Regions from separate parts of the Sus scrofa genome. Here region 1 is linked to region 2. A link is a contact called in public HiChIP or PLAC-seq data. All regions are on one chromosome and are shown on one strand. The core of a region is the stretch at or near the end of the contact, and the rest is flanking DNA. Distances in the headings are between cores, read along the strand shown. Region 1 overlaps LOC102160410 (atherin-like). Region 2 has its middle 260 kb from the start of NR2F2.

Evidence for each region. HiChIP or PLAC-seq counts read pairs in DNA pulled down with a chosen protein or histone mark.
Region 1: a contact with region 2 is called in an H3K27ac HiChIP or PLAC-seq map of skeletal muscle, with 4 times the contacts expected there. The contact joins two enhancer-like sites. A contact is called at or near these places in 1 of 47 Hi-C or Micro-C datasets (embryonic fibroblasts) and 1 of 2 datasets of contacts at active chromatin or transcription factors (skeletal muscle).

What each region holds. Positions count from the first base shown.
Region 1 is chr7:83,114,307-83,119,205 of Sscrofa11.1, reverse strand. All of the region lies in intron 1 of LOC102160410 (atherin-like), which reads right to left. Among named protein-coding and RNA genes, the nearest start is that of NR2F2, 27 kb to the right of the region's middle. Within about 2 kb of position 2,150, at least 1 of the 83 cell types and tissues checked has an H3K27ac peak or open chromatin away from gene starts, as enhancers often do. A contact at or near this core is called in skeletal muscle, where this site is marked.
Region 2 is chr7:83,351,096-83,356,094 of Sscrofa11.1, reverse strand. No RefSeq gene overlaps it. Among named protein-coding and RNA genes, the nearest start is that of NR2F2, 260 kb to the right of the region's middle. Within about 2 kb of position 2,509, at least 29 of the 83 cell types and tissues checked have an H3K27ac peak or open chromatin away from gene starts, as enhancers often do. A contact at or near this core is called in skeletal muscle, where this site is marked.

The sequences.
Region 1 (4,899 bases), core at 901-3,400, 240 kb after region 2:
TCACACACTAACCTATCAATTGTCTTCTCTTACATTTTGTTTTTTTTATTTTATTTTATTTTTTGCTTTCATAGGGCTGCACCCACCAGATATGGAAGTTCCCAGGCCAGGGTCGAATCAGAGCTACAGCTGCCAGCCTACACCACAGCCACAGCAACACAGGATCCGAGCTGTGTCTGTGACCTACAGCACAGCTCACGGCAACACCAGATCCTTAACCCACTGAGGGAGACCAGGGATGGAACCCACAGCCTCATGGTTTCTAGTCAGATTCATTTCCACTGTGCCACGACGGAACTCCTTCCCTTACATTTTGAACTTGAGTTCTTATGCGGTAACAAATAGGGAGGCATAACCCAGAAAAATAATTGTAATGAGAAAAAAGACTTGCATTACTGGCTATGAAAGCATATCCTTAAATTGTGATAATAAAAAAGGAGGATTGTGGCAAAAAGAGTGATGGGGACAGAAAGACAACAAATAAAAAATTTAAAATACAGCAGTAGTTCCCATAACATACAATATTTAGATTAGTGAGGAAAAGAGGCTCTAGTAAATAGATTCTTACCACACAGACCAAATATATGAGAAATTTAAATGTTTTTTTAAAATAAAACTGAGCCACAAAAGCACAAGTAGAAAATACAGATTAATATTTACCTGCCCCTGGGATGTGCAAGGCCTTTCTAAACATAAAAGCAGAGGAAGAAAGGATAAATGAAAATATGCATTTACTTAAATTCATAAACATATACATTAAAAATCCTTTAACAGTTAAAAATCAAATGATAAAATAGAGAGATGTTTGCAATCCACAATAGTGAAATAAACTTACTATGCAAAGTTAATAAACTTACTATGCAAAGAACTTTTTCAATTTAATATGTAAAGAATGAACACAATTAAAAGAGGGAGTTCCCATTGTGACTCAGTGGAAACAAACTCGACTAGTATCCGTGAGAACTCGGGTTCGATTCCTGGCCTCACTCAGTGGGTTAAGGATCTGGTGTTGCATGAGCTGTGGCATAGGTTGCAGACGTGGCTTGGATCCCGAATTGCTGTGCTGCGGTGCAGGCCGGCAGCTGTACCTCTGATTTGACCCCTAGCCTGGGAACTTCCATAAGCCATGGGTGCAGCCCTAAAAAAAAAAGGCAAAAAAAAAAAAAAAAAAAAAAAGTCTTAATAGAACTTTTACAAGTTTAAATAGGTAGAAATTAAAGTAAAAGGCAAATAACATACACACAAAACAAGCTATCACAAATAATCAAGGAAATACAAATCACAGTAGGTTCTAGTTTCTTTGAGGAAGAATTAATGACGGTTTGTGAATTCTGTATTCTCGTTCACTGCAAGTGGGCTCTAAACTGACGTGAATACTTTGAGGGCAACTCTGCAAACTGTAGCCGCCCCCCCAAAAAGCCTTTGACCCAGGAATTCCACTCGGAGTAATTTCCAGAGGGAACAGAGATGCACACAAACAATTTAAAAGGGCGAAAAGTTACAAACAACATGAATATCTCTCTAGAGGTCAAATGAATTATGATACGAATGAATAAGGAAATATGATGCCAACACAAAACTCATGTTTTACAAATAGTTTTGACAACACGAGCAAATATTTATTATGACTTGTCAGATAGGAAAACCAGATTCCAAAATAGTGGATTACCGCAGGACCTCAGTCTTACTTTTCCAGTGAACAAATACACGCATGTGAAAAAAGAGAGGGAAAAGATGACAAAATATATGTCAACGGGTTGACAATGATTCTACTTAAGCGATAGGGCTACTGGCAATTTTTTTGACTTCTTGGTGCTTTTCTATAATTTCGAAACGTTCTGGGATAGACAGGTATGTATTTTTACAGTCAAGAAAAACATCATCTCCTGTGTGTTTTAAATCCTAGTTGGCCGGAAGCATGGAAGTGTGAGGTAGGCTGCCTGCGAGAGGATACTTCGGAAGAATAAAGGGAGCTTCTCAACCCTGTGTGAGTCTATGTCTTCACCTTATTCTAGCTTTTCTTTTTTGGTTCTTTTTTGTCTGTTCTGGAAAAGTTTGCAGCTTCCAACACCATTTTATGTGCTCCTCCCTGTGAGTGACAGAGCAGAGAGTCCCAACAATACTTAATGTATTTTGTGTCAGGGGCCCGTGGGTCAGCAAGGTTATTAATAAACATAGCCTCTTGTTCTAATTTGGGTCCCTTCTCTCCTTCGCGTGTCTCCTCCTGCCCTCCTTTTCCTTTCACTTCTCTGTCTGACCCTTTTCCCCTTCTCCCTGACATCAAGGATTCAGCCTTCATTTTAGCTCGAGTTCTGGCACTTTTCCCATATCGCTTTTCTGGGGTTGTTGTTGCTCCTGGTACGTTTTCACGGGGAATTTAATTTTTGAGGAAATGCTTCGTGTCCTAAATCGATTCGACGCAGGCTGATGCGATACTCTAATCTGACGTGCCTGGGAGACGGGAGGGAGAAGTCAAGTCGAGGAAAATGTGGATGAGCAGAGAAAGTACCTTATTTTTGGAAAAAGAATTTCTGTCAAACAAGATTCACTGACCACAAAATTAGCCAGATGTAAGGGGCTGCTACGATCAGCTCTCTACATAAAAGGGAGAGAGTTGGAAGGCAGAAGGCAGCTTAGACTTATTAAAAATATTATTTTTCTATTATCTTTGATAAGACAAAAAGAATCATGTCTATTTGGGTGTGTGTCTATCCATTTTAGCTTCCGTTTAATACTTGACTTACTACCTCAACTTATATTTAGAGGAAATCTTGTGTTTTTGCTGATTTTGTCATACAAATAGAAGTGGTGCATTGTCCCCATCAGTACCAAATTTTTACACACAAGCTCTTCAAATCGTGGGAACTTGGTAGAAATCCTGTTCTTTTTTTTTTCTTTCTTCCTTTCCCACATGCAACATATTCTAATTGCAGCTTCAAACCAGAGAAGATTACTTTGGGAACTGAAAAAAGTCACTTCCTACATACATCCAAATCTTCATGTGCTCTTTCCAAATTTATTCAACTTCAGTTGTTACTTTCTTCTAATAAACACAATATTGCATCTCCTGTCAGAGCTTTCAGGGAATTACATGTGCCACTGAGAGTTACTTAGCAATGATAAAGCAACATTTTTATATCAGAATATATGTAAAAGGGAATGTATGATTCTCTGCTGAATTACTCATACATTTCAAATTTACCTACTGCATTTTTTTCCTGTTCAAGAATGCATTCTTTTTAAAATGTGACCTAGACCACCTTTTGTAGAATGAGTAGAAGTCTTTTCGAGTGATGTAATTTTTTAATATGATTAACATGACTAATTCTCCTCTGAACCAGGGTCCTCGTGTTGAAAAAGTGGAAACAAACAAAACATGACAAGGAAGCTGAATTTATCAGAGAGGGGAGAGATCGTTTTCTATACCTAAACTTCTTACCATGAAACATACTAGTTTTACTGCATTACCAGAATTGCACCTGACCTTCAGTTTTTCACAAACTAAGAATGACAATCTTCTTTTTTTTTTTTTTTTTTTTGTCTTTTTGCTATTTCTTGGGCCGCTCCCGCGCATATGGAGGTTCCCAGGCTAGGGGTCCAATCGGAGCTGTAGCCACCGGCCTACGCCAGAGCCACAGCAACGCGGGATCCGAGCCGCATCTGCAACCTACACCACAGCTCACGGCAACGCTGGATCCTTAACCCACTGAGCAGGGCAGGGATAGAACCCACAACCTCATGGTTCTTAGTCGGATTCGTTAACCACTGCGCCACGACGGGAACTCCAAGAATGACAATCTATGTGAACTTTAGATGCATCATGCAGTTGGCTTCTTGATATGGTCACCCCTCAGCACTGTACATTAACAGTCAGAGAGACAGAGATCTTGAACTCAGCTCAAATCTCCACTGGAAATGGCTCTTCATCAGACCTGACTAAATGTCTAGTTGAGCTCCTTTCCTACTCCCTAGTTTTTTATTTTCCTTCTGAATAGATCATCCTTACCTGTTCTGTGACAATGATGAAAGGATAAAGACAGCTTTAAATGTGCTCTGTTAAATGTGTGGCCATTTATGGAATGGAATAATATTTAAGTTATTTTCTTTAAAGGCAGTATTTTTTGTAATAGACATAGGTTTGCATGAGCAGTAACTTATTAGGCTGTGGTGGGGAAGAAGAGAGGGGAAAAAAAGGAGAGGAAGCTTTTCTTGAGTGCCTACTATGTACCACCCAGTGTGACACTTAGACTCATTCATTCATTCAGTGGAGCTCTTACGTTGTGCTATGTATGTCCCACATCTTTTTTAGTGTTGTCTGCACAGCATCACAAGGAAGAAGAAACTATTAACTTTAGGATGTAGATGAGAAAACTGAGGCTTAGAGATGGTGAGCAACAAGTCCAAGACACACAATTTGTGTGACACAAAGCAAGGATTCACACCCAGGTTCTGCTCGCCAAACTAGGCACTTTCGATGATGATGAATAGACTTCCCTGTCTGCGTTTTGGTGAGGGCTCAGAGTACAGACGAAATCCTGGAGTTTACTGGAAGACTGGGCTTGAGGAGGTCAGTGACACCTGATCACTTATAATGTATGATTTGGGGTTGTCTGAAAAGCCAAGAATGACCTCCCAAAGAATTACATTGGATAGTATGGCAAAAACAGCAATTCTCGTATTAGTATGACTAGACATATATAATGTATAATATTTTCTACACTATATATGCTATACTATATATTCTATAATTTATATTAAAATACCAATGACACTGTGTGACTCAAAATAGACAGACTAGTGGTTTTTAAGAGCTGGGCGTCTTTGTGCCCTTGTTTCATGTATTTTAAAAATTCTATATTTAAAGGAGGTCATTGGTTCTAAGATGTTCCTTGAAATTTT
Region 2 (4,999 bases), core at 1,260-3,759:
CAACAACACAAAGAAATTGCCTAGAATGCAGCACTACCTGCTCTGTGAAGGTCCTTGGATGCCCAGAGTTCTGTACCTTTTGCATTGTGCTCCCTTCAACCACAGTGGTTCTTTATGTATATATCCATTCCCTGTGTCCTTAACTAATCAAGTTCCTGATGGTGCTTTATTCACTTTTGTGTTCCCCAAAACCAATCTGTCCACACTAAACATTTAATGACATTAAAAAACAAGCTATAACTTATGAACAATGGATTTTATGAATGTTAAGTTGTTTTATATCCCTCCCCCCCAACACACACACACACACACACACACACACACACACAAAATGTACATTTTAAGGGGAAAAAAATGGCGTGTTTTACCTCAAATGTTGAAAAGTATTAATAAATCTGAATTTAGACTTAATTTTAATAAAATCTTTATAAAATTGTTAGTTTTACCAATTAAAATTCTATCACTAATTGTAGAGTCATTTCCATGATTCCAATGTGAGCTACTAAGAAAACCCTAAGCAGAAGCTATTTGAGCAAGAGTTTCCACTGTAGAGTGGTGGGCCTAATGATCCAGCTTGTCTCTCTGGAGGTGCCAGTTCAATCCCCAGCCCAGGCACTGGGTTAAGGATCCAGCATTGCTGCCGCTGTGGCACAGATCACAGCTCCCACTGGACTCTATCCTTGAACACCTGGCCTGGGAATTTCCATCCACCATGGGAGACAGCAGGGAAAAAGTAAGAGAAAAAAGCTATATGACCAGTTATTTCTGTGCTACTAAGAATATAAACAAATTTCCAGCATCGATAGCTCATGCAATATACTCTGGGTAGATGGGGCAGAATTCCTTCACAACATGACAACAATAGCAACAATGACCACATGGGACTTCCAGGCCTGCAGCCTTGGATTCTGGATCAAGGGACTCTGACAGAGTCACAGCACCTCTCCAGGTTGGATCTTCTTATTTGCACAGCAATATGGCTGACAAACAGGTCTAGAATTCAAGGTAAAATGAAACAGTAAATAATTCTGCTGGAATTCAGGTGGCAAATAGCAAGGAGGAGGTGAGAAGATGCCTTTAATTAAAGGAGTAGCTAAAGTTTATTTTGTTGGAAATTTCTAGATGCTTCCAAAACAGTGCTGTCTAAATTTCCCTAAACCACTCCAAGCCATCTTTAAACTGTTTGCAGAATGGCCATTCCCAGGCAAAGTCGTTTCAAGCCAGTTCAGCTCCGCAACACAGATCTCTGCCTTTTCATATCAAAGGGGGCTTCCTGCTGAGTTTGTTTACACCATTAAATTTCCTCAAATGTAAAGCCGGGAAAATTTTTCCAGGTGTTCAAATTCCTAGAGGGTGGGGAGAGTGCCGAGCACTATATTAGATCAATACCACGCTAGAGTGAAACACAAAGAACCTTTTTCACGGTGTTGCCCCCTCTGGAGATCCCTCTTTCGGAGGCAGTCTTGGCAGGGCCCGCAAGGCTGCCTGTCACTCTCCTGTAATACCAACTGCCGGACCCACCAGGGCGGTCCCCGGAGTTGTGCTGCGGCAGCCTTGCAGGGCCGAACCCGGCCTGGATCCGACCTGCGGGCAAGGTGCAAGATGGCGGGATGGGGCGCACCTGCCCCGCTCACCTAGTACCTGGGTTCGTTGCTGGCCTCCTAGCGCAAGGGATCGGCAGGCTGCCTCCAGAAACCCAATTTAAATAAGGAAGGATTGAGATTCCTAGGAGAGCTCCGGGTTGATATCAGAGAGAGAGCCTGGGCTTCTCCCAGCCAGGTGAAAAGAGCTGGCAAGGTCACCCATTCAGTCACCAGGTGGTGCATTTAATTTAAAAGGAGTGTTAACCTTGTTTATACAAAATAACACCAATATGCAGAGAAGCAGTAAATCCATTGTCGTTAAACAGCGGGGAGCCGCTGGCGCTGGCAGCCTGCCCGCCGGCGACGTGAACTCGGCTGGCACCGGGCGGGGAGCGCGCCGGCCGGGGCCAGGCCTGCGATCCTGCTGGCCTCGCAAGAGAAGGCCAGAGCTGTGCCCTTTCCGCCCTCCAGATGACTCTTTGCATTCTTGTCAAATATATTTAGAACAAGAGGTGTCCACTTAAAGAGAAACATTTGTTAATCACTTAAATGCAGGCGTTTGGCAGCCCTCCAGTTTCACCTTTATAAATATGTAGGATCGGTTTCCAGCTAAGCAGGGAACTCCTGGGCAAGTTCTCATTTCTCTCCGCGTCCCCTCGAATTGACCTAAGGTGAATGTCCCTAGCACCTTATTAATTTTCTATCCCAGGGGGCTTTCCGGAGCCAGTACCAGCCTTCTATCTGCGCGTTGACGGAGATAAATAAATGATGCACGCTAGAAAGAGAAAGAGAGGGGTGTTTCTTTAAGCAAGGGACAGATTAAAGTGAAATTCCTGTTGACGGAGGCGCTGGTGTCGTCGACATCCTCCTTGTTTACCAGCAGCTGTCCCCGTTTAATGACACTCTGATAACTCACGGAGGCTGCCCTGCGGTAGGGGGTGAAGCAGATAAAGGGGCCTCTGTTTAAACAGTCCAGTCCTCGAGCCCGCTCCTCCTAACTTCCCTTCATTTAACGATCGGGGAAACTGTTCAGAAGAGGCAAACTCCGGGTGCAGACGTTTTTACTCTCCTGCTTTTGGAATCCGTAACCTAAAAACCGCGGCTGTCCTGGCCAGCCCTCTGCTGAGCTGATGGTTATTCCAGGAGTGGAAGCTGAGGAGGGGAGAGGCGGGGAGGTGGAAAGGCAGCTGATGGGCCAGGTGAGAAGGTCAGCGCTAGGTGTCTTGAAGAACTCTGCATTTTTCTTTCTTTTTTAAAAAACAGTGATGTTCCCTATCCCTCCACCCCTCCCCATACAAGTCTTCCTAAACGAACAAGTCAGGGACAAGGTTGCCGATTTACTGTTCTTTAAGGGCTGATTCAGCATTAGGAGTTAATCACATTAAAAAAAAATCACTTTTAATTCTTGGAACAGTCTCCATAAGATTGTAACGTTGCAGAGGACCTTGCGGGCATCCAAGCTAACATTCTGATCTTGCAGCTGAGAAAGCAGGTGCTGGGGAGGCTAAGGGGTTTGCCTAAAGTCACTCAGAAGTTCTACCGCAGAATGGAGGCTGAAACCCAGCTCCCAACCCATCATTCTTTTCAGACAGTGTAATATTATACAATATTATACATATTTTATAATATAGCTATATAATATATTTTATAACATATACACATCAGGTTAAGTAGAGGGAATTTAAAGAGATACACATGTATCTTTATTTAAATGTATATATTTTCAAAATTTCCTCTTTCTGTCCTGATGCAAACAGCAGCCATGGAATGTGTTTCGCCCTGAGGGGGAGCCAAAGCCCTTACCTGGCTCAGGTCCCAGCCTGGTCCATCCTTGGGCTTCTCTAAGACACACCTCTACCCTGCTTATTTCATGAATACAATCCATTTAAAGATCAACAGACCTGGGATCTCATAATCTCTTTCATGCTCTAACCAGTCAAGCACACATACCTCCAATAAAGCAAACACAGAGAAAAAATTCATTTCTGCTTTTAAAAAAAATGAAGATTATGTGAAACAAATGATCTTACGTCCATTCATTTCGATTTTGTCACCCATAGGATGTCCCATATCCAACTCCAGAAATTTTGAGACAAAAACATAAATACAAGGCAGGTAAAGTGTTTTGAGATATTTGGAAGAAAGATGTAAATGTTTTTGTCTATGTGGTCTCTTCAGGAAAATTCTTTACAGTATTTTTAAAGATAAGTACTATCCTGCAATACAGTGGCCTCCAATAACATGAGGTTCATCACTTATATTTTCAAACTATACTGACTCCTCAGTTTTGTCTTTATAGCAAGGTATGATAAAATTGTTTTTTTTTTCCTACAGAATTTAAAGTTAGCTTAATAATCTTTTTATGCCATTTCCTTAATGATCAGTCGTGTCCCCCTAAAGGCCTGTGTTAAAGTCCTAATGCCGAGTACCTCAGAAAGGGATCTTGCTTGGGACACGGTCTGTATTTATAGAGGTAATTAAGTTAAGATGAGATCATCAGAATGGGTCCTAACCCAGAATGACTGCTGTCCTTATACAAAAGGGAAACTTGGACACAGAGATGCATATAGAGGGAAGATGTGAAGAGACACAGAAATGTATTCCTGTGGCCAAGGTGACAGGCCTGGAACAGAACCAAAACTTCCAACACCTTGATTTTAGACTTTGGTCTCCAGAGTTGTGAGGCAACAAATTTTGGCTGTCTAAGCCACCCAGTCTTTGGTATCTTCTTACAGAGCTCTAGAAAATGAATAAACCAATCAATTGTAACCATCTCAACAACTTTAACTATCTTCTAGAATCAATATTTCAAAGAGTAAAAAATAAATTTAAGTGGCTTAAAATTATTTTTAAACTGTTATATGTAAATGGGAGTATTAACAGAACTAATACTTATTATACATCTACTACATCCGGGGTAGGGCTTGGGGATCTTGATGTATTTTTGTTCATTTTACATATATAACCATGAATACTTAGGAAATAAAATTTTATCTAATTCAACAGAAGTACATTTTGTGTAGTAAGAACATTTACAGTAAACATGAGTAATTTAGCTGAGTACTAATTAAGGGGATTGTACTTGCTTAGCATATTTCATTAAATTACATATCATAGAAGGTAGAATCTTCTCTACATTATGCTCAATGGTACTTATTGAATCCTCCCCCATCACTTCTCCCACATTTTTTGATGCGTAACATAATTGATTGTTGAAAAGTTTATAGTAGGTTTTGTCAAGAACCTAGTTATGAACAGAGATTATAAATAAGCACAGTCAGTCAAGAAGGTTTACCAAGTAAGTGCTCTGTATTAAGTCCTGGAAGGAGGAGAGGAAAATAGAAAGGCTATACCACCTATCTTTGGGTAACTAAGAGTCTAATTGATTAAAAAAGGCCACAGGTAAGTCAGGAAAG